Regions from separate parts of the Pan troglodytes genome. Here region 1 is linked to region 2. Evidence: chromatin contacts called from public capture Hi-C data. All regions are on one chromosome and are shown on one strand. Each heading gives the region's core, a stretch centred on a gene start, on an enhancer-like site or on the middle of the called end of the contact. The rest is flanking DNA. Distances are from core to core; before and after follow the strand shown.

Evidence for each region. Capture Hi-C pulls out chosen DNA fragments and counts their contacts.
Region 1: a contact with region 2 is called in a capture Hi-C map of stem cell-derived neural stem cells, with 2.4 times the contacts expected there. The contact joins two enhancer-like sites. A contact is called at or near these places in 1 of 7 Hi-C or Micro-C datasets (stem cell-derived neural progenitor cells) and 1 of 1 other capture datasets (stem cell-derived neural stem cells).

The regions. Positions count from the first base shown.
Region 1 is chr5:178,844,907-178,848,154 of NHGRI_mPanTro3-v2.0_pri, reverse strand. All of the region lies in intron 3 of RPS6KA2 (ribosomal protein S6 kinase A2), which reads left to right. Among named protein-coding and RNA genes, the nearest start is that of RPS6KA2, 130 kb to the left of the region's middle. Within about 2 kb of position 1,319, at least 4 of the 24 cell types and tissues checked have an H3K27ac peak or open chromatin away from gene starts, as enhancers often do. A contact at or near this core is called in stem cell-derived neural progenitor cells and stem cell-derived neural stem cells, where this site is marked.
Region 2 is chr5:178,621,261-178,624,352 of NHGRI_mPanTro3-v2.0_pri, reverse strand. The region is part of intron 5 of RPS6KA2 (ribosomal protein S6 kinase A2); the gene reads left to right. Among named protein-coding and RNA genes, the nearest start is that of MPC1, 130 kb to the right of the region's middle. Within about 2 kb of position 1,367, at least 10 of the 24 cell types and tissues checked have an H3K27ac peak or open chromatin away from gene starts, as enhancers often do. A contact at or near this core is called in stem cell-derived neural progenitor cells and stem cell-derived neural stem cells, where this site is marked.

The sequences.
Region 1 (3,248 bases), core at 70-2,569, 220 kb before region 2:
GCAGGTCATGAGACAGTAATATAGCAAAAATAGTACTTATTTAAAAATGAGTACAATATGGTATGAATGCATATCAATTCTAGGAGGATGTACACAACATTAAAAGGATTCTCTCTGAGCGATGGCATGACATTTTTATTTTACTTTGTATACTCTTCTGTATTTTTTATTTCTTTCACAATGAGAAATAGCTTCGTTTCATAATCAAAGTTATTTCTGTTTATGAGAAAATAACTAATACAGATTTAAAAATAACCAAAGGGATTTGAGTTTAATTTAGAGTTCGTCTAAACAGGGAATATACTATTTTGGGTACGGCATTTGTCAAGTTCAGAACCGTCACCAGAGTCCTTTATAGCATCACAGGAGTTAGATCCATGACCCAGGTACCTGGGGTGATTATCCTGACGTTAGCCTGGAAAGCTGGGAGGGGCCCCTCAGTGAATGTCTTAGAAGCTTAAAAGGAGTCAGTAGTAGTTTCCTGTGAAAAAGCTCATTCTGTTTTTAATTGAACAATTTGCAAAGGAGACGTTTAGAATTCTCTTTAATGCCTCTGGAGTGTGATGCTTATCTCTAATTTATAGATTTTTCACTGTCTGCTTGATGCTGATTATAAATGAGTAAGGCGTGAGTCATTTCTCGAGGTGTCTGGCTATGCATGCCTACAAATCTAAGGGAGACAATTAAGCACTTTTTAGAGTGAAAAGCAAACTGGTTACCTACCAATTATCACACCAGGCTGCCGCTGGGGTGAAGGGTCATGGCAGCCAAACGATTTATTAGGGAGAGACGCCAATAGCCTTACAGATTTATTTGCTTCTAAATAATATTACAAGTGTGATCTGGTTCATTGTAGACTAAACAGAGAATAATCAATATTTGGCAACTGATGAGGAATGTCTTAAAAATTGTGCATCTTAGCCAGGATTGCGGGGAAATTGAAAATCAAGGACCTCGTTTGTGACACTTGACAAAGAATGTGCATCTATCTTTTTGCGTCTGTAAAAAAGCGTAGGCTCCATGCGCTTTGCTGCCCTCTTTCCCTTCCTGCCCCCCTTTCTCCCTTCCCAGCCCCTCCCTCCCCACCCCCTGCATCGGTTATGGTTCTGGGAGTACATGTCTTCAGGGATTTTCCCATTTTGTCAATTCTGCTAGGAGATATTCTGTTTTCATTTCCTCTTGCCATCATGACTGGCAGCTGGATGGTGATTCATGAACTTTACAACTGGAAGAGAAAGGCTTCTCGGGCTCCCTCTGAAATTCCCATCATTAGTCAGCCTCTCTGGCCTTCCTGCTTCCAGCTGAGAGGAGAGCTCACTTCCTGATACACTGACACAGGCCATAGAGCTTTCAGGGCAGGGTGGGTGGCGACCCTGGGCCAGCCTCATGGATGCAGGCCCGCTGTCTGGACAGGATGAACTGTGGATGGTATCTTAGAGTTTTGCACACTTTGGAGTGGGTTTTTTGTTGCCAGGAAAAAAAAATGGAATGATCTTCACTTTCCCTAAGACATGGAATCTTGATATTTTGTGACCTTCCGTTGAGTTTGGATATATTTTACTGGAGAAATCAAAAGGAATAGGAAGAAAAGGACATGGGGAGCATTATGGAATCCAATCTGTTAATGACACTAAGTGGCAAATAGCAAGGTGGCAGAAGTAAAGGGTTAATGTGAAAATCACCTGAGAATAGTCTTCAGGCAACACACAGTTACGGTGTGCCCCTGCTGTACAGAATGACGCCACGGGACTCTTGAGAAAATCTCAGTGGAGATCACTGCTTTGAAGTAGCATCCAAGAAAGAACAGAACAAAATGACCCAGTGGATTGAATATACTTTGAGACAAATAACTTTAACTCTGTCATGTAAGACATAAAGTCCAAATGTCCTCAGCTCTGTAAGCCCCAATAATTTTCTGATGTTGAAACAGATAATATCACACAAGTAGATTTTATGTCCAACTTACTTGTATATGTTCAGCCTTACTTCGGTGATAAATAACTAGAAAATCAGCTGTTCTGCATTGGTCGAGGGGTCTGACTGTTCCAGAAATTTTACCATGGTCTTTATCCCTTGGGAACCTACACCTATTTTTAACAATGAGTACATTATTCAGTTGGATCATATTTGTACCTATAAATCACCCAGTGTGCTGCCTCTTTCTTACGAAGCTTTTCAGAGCTGTCTGTTGTAGTGTTTTCCTAAATCAGGAGTCCTCAACCCCTCGGCCACAGACCATGTCCTGTTAGGAACTAGGCCACACAGCAGGAGGTGAGTGGCAGGTGAGTGAGCGAAGCTTCATCTGTATTGACAGCTGCTTCCCATCAGTTGCATTACCGCCTGAGCTCTGCCTCCTATCAGGTCAGCAGCAGCATTAGATTCTCATAGGAACTTGAACCCTATTGTGAACTGTGCACACGAGGGATCTAGGTTGCACGCTCCTGAGAATCTAATGCCCGATGATCTGTCACCGTCTCCCATCACCCCCACATGAGACCGTTTAGTTGCGGGAAAACAAGCTTAGGACTCCCACTGATTCTACATGATGGTGAGTTATATAATTATTTCATGATATATTACAGTGTCATAAGGATAGGAATAAAGTGCACAATAAATGTCATGTGCTTGAATCATCCTGAAACTGTCCCCCACCCTCATCCATGGAAAATTATCTGCCACAAAACCAGTCCCTGGTGCCAAAAAGATTAGGGACTGCTGCCCTAAATGGAGACTAGTCCACCGTGAGAGTATTGTCAATTCCTACTATAGATGTTCACATTGTTTCAGTTTTTTGTTTTGTTTTGTGTCATGTTGTTTGCTTTTGCAAATAATTGCTATAAACATATTTCCTTGTTGATGGGTGCAGAAGTTTCTCTGCAGCACAGCCTGAAGCGGAGTGGCTGGGCAGGAGGATGCCCCTTCCAGCTCTTCTTATCCTGCCAAAGCTTCTCCAGCATGGACACGCTTAGGGCCTTCTCAGAGTTCTCCAAGTTTGATGGAAACTTAATCCAAGATGGTCTTTTTGTGAATGATATAATTCAGAAATTGGATCTAAATTCAGTGGCAGTGCAAGGCTATAGACATAAAGGTTTACAGTTTCTAAACTGAGACTTCTTTCTGACTGAATAATGTTTCACTGATTGCCATAACAAGAGGATAGGAACTTTCAAAATCTGTGATATTTTCTCATTCTGTATGTGAAAACACTGTCATGGTAAAGGTGAGGATGTTTAACATTTTATGAGACA
Region 2 (3,092 bases), core at 118-2,617:
TGTAACATTTTCCCTGTGAATCATTTTGCTTTTCCTCCCTACATTCATTCTCCTCTGCTGCAGAGCCAGGGTAGTAGATACAAGAGCTCCATTCGGCAATCTCCAGCTTGTGTTGAGAGCATCCTAATGACGTCACGCCGATGCTGATATGAGGTTTTGCCCTTCAGAGTGTCCTCTCTGGTGCATAACTGCAGTCATGGTTAATAAAACAAGGTCTCTTATTTTTATCTACATCAGGAACTATTTTTTCAAGAATGAATGGATAAAATGTTTTAATAAGAAAGTATATCAGAGCTTCTAAAAGTCACACCAAGGGGTTACACAGATGCTGACTTCACTCACCCACCGCATCACAGACCCAGCTGCGGGCCCCTCCCTGGGGATGAGCGATGTCCTCATCACATCGTCCCTGATGAATCGGCCATGAGTCATGCAAGTCCACCAGCGGCCTCCTGCAGTCCCCACCTGGTGGACTGTCTTGAGCATCTGCTGCCACCAAACACTTCTTTCACATTTCCTGATTTCTCTGTCTGTCTCCTCCAGGTCTTCCCACTGTGGACCACATCATGGGGCATCCTCTCTCCCTCCTTCCCCAGAACAACAGTAACCCCACTGAGGTCCTCACCATGGTCCTACTCTCATCCTACATATCCTCCGGTTGTCCTTGGGCACCCTTGGCTGCTGCTGTGGGGTGGGCGTTCGCATCTGTATTTCCAGCAAAGCTCCAAACCAAGTCTTTTCCTGAGCCCTGCATGTCCCCAGCACTCAACAGGCCGAGAATGCAGGTGGCCTCTTCTCTCCCTGCCCACCACCTGACTTCTCTCCTGGCTAATTTCTCCACCAGTCGCCCAGGCAGAGGGCTAGGATGATGCAGCTCCCTTCTTTTTATTCTCAGCAGCTGAGAGGTCCTGAGGTCTCAGTTCTCCCTCCTCCAGGCCAGATCTGTCCCTCTGCAGGGCTGGATAGCAGTATCCTTTTGCCCCATTCTAGCCACGTTGTCCATTCCGGCCATGTTGCTATTGCATCCTCCACATGACCTCTTAAATCTAGAGGCCCTAAACATGTGCTGTGTGAAAGTCCTGTCCGTGGTCTCTTGGCTCCCCAGGCCCCCATGTCCCTGCCCACAGGCCTCATCAGTGTGGCACTGCAGCTCTGTGCGCCAGCCCACTGGCATCCCTGAAGGTACCCCAGCTGCCACCCTACAGGGCCATCCCTTGGCCTGTATCTTCCTGCCCAAGCACCTGGAGGCTCCCGGGTCCCCTGTAAGGCTTAGCCCCTCCTCTGTGAAAACCTCCCAGGCTGTTTCCAGTTCCCCCAGCATGCACAGGTCCCCCAGCACACAAGAGGTGGGACTGGTCACCCTCTGGTGGCCGCTTGCTGCCATCACCACAGGGCATCTCCCCACGGGGCTCTCACTTCCTGGAGGGCAGAGCCTGCCTCTTCACATTCCAAACACCCAGCACAAAGAAGACTGAGAAGTAGCAATGGGAAAGGAGTGGGCCAGGAGAAGAGGTGGGGGAGGAAGGAATTTGAGGCCAAGCGGCAAGAATTGTGACCTCACCATTCAGCTGTCTGATTTGCAAAAGGGCTAGGAAGACCGAGCCTACCTTTGCTCCCACATCTCCCCAAAATCCGTGATCCTATGGCCTATTTTCCAGTTCACCTACATAGAGAAGAAAAACTACTCTGACCAGCATGCAGAATCCAGATCACTAAGACATGAACTCACAAATGATAAACAGGAGCGGGTGCAAGACTAAATTCTGCAGGAGAGCCTTCTGAAAAGGTTTGCACACAATGACTACAATCAGAAAGGAAGAAAAGAATCTCTAAAGTCCGGGGTCATTACTCTAGAGAGAAAATCATAGCCAGGGGTACAAAATTGTATTCTTTGAAAGTGTTCTGCACTATCCTGGCTTCTGAACACAGTGCTCCACTTTAACGACTGGGACAGTGGTTTCCATTCATGGCCCCTCTCATTAAATCTCCTTCAACCCAGGTTGCTTGCTTCCCCCTTTTCCTCCCCAGCGTTTGTCTTCCGTGCCACAGTCCATGCTGCCCCCGTGTCCAGTGAGGACAGTGCTCACATGCTGGCTGGGACGTACGCCAGGCCTTCACCCAGTGGAGGGGGGCAGGCAGGGGTCTCCTTCCTCCAGGCTACCAGGAGCTACCTAACTTTAAGCAATGCTTTTTACTGCAGTGAGCATGTTTCCTCTTCTGTAAGAACATGGGGTTGAATTGCATGCTCCCCAAGGTCTTTTAAGCAATAAAATCCTGATTCCGTTAGTTGAGGCAGAAGAAGGACCTCCTGTGTCCCCTTGGGCAGAAGTGATAAGCAGTCACTCCCGCACCCTCCACCTTGGTGTTTTGGTCTCAAGGGATTAGGAACTGCGAGGACCACTGGGGAAGGAGGTGCTGAGGTTTAGGGGAGACACTAGTATCCCCCAGCTCTGCCCACAGCACTGCCTGCTGGGTGCCTACTCGATGCCTGTCTAGACTCTAAGGCAAGCTTGTCCAACCCACAGCTTGTGGGCTACATGGGGCCCAGGATAGCTTTTAATGCAGCCCAGCCCAAATTCGTAAACTTTCTTAAAAGATTATGAGATTTTTTGTGATGTTTTGAAGCTCATCAGCTATAGCTAGTGTTAGTGTATTTTATGTGTGGCTCAAGACAGTTTTTCCGGTGTGGCCCAGGGAAGTCAAAAGATTGGACACCCCTGCTCTAAGGAATGTCACAGGACCACTGTGATGACAAGGGTCTGGGGTTAGAAGGGGGATGGGCAGAGCAGTGGGACAGCCAGGAGAGATCAGAAAAAAAGAAAAAGAAAAAAAGGGGATCTGAGCATATAATAAAGGTGTCACTGCAATGACACCTGAAGCGGCACAGTGTGGGCGGGCCCCGTGTTGTTGTGGCACACACATCACTGCACAGGTTTCTTAGGCAGCCCCAGGAGGGGGAGCCATCTCATCCGGTTTGTATATGAGGAAACCAAAGCCAAGAGTAGGGCACAGTGACACTGACAGTGAGCTGGGTTGCAGGGCCATACACCACGGTCACCACCTGGGCCCCCGGAGACAGTATTACAGACCAA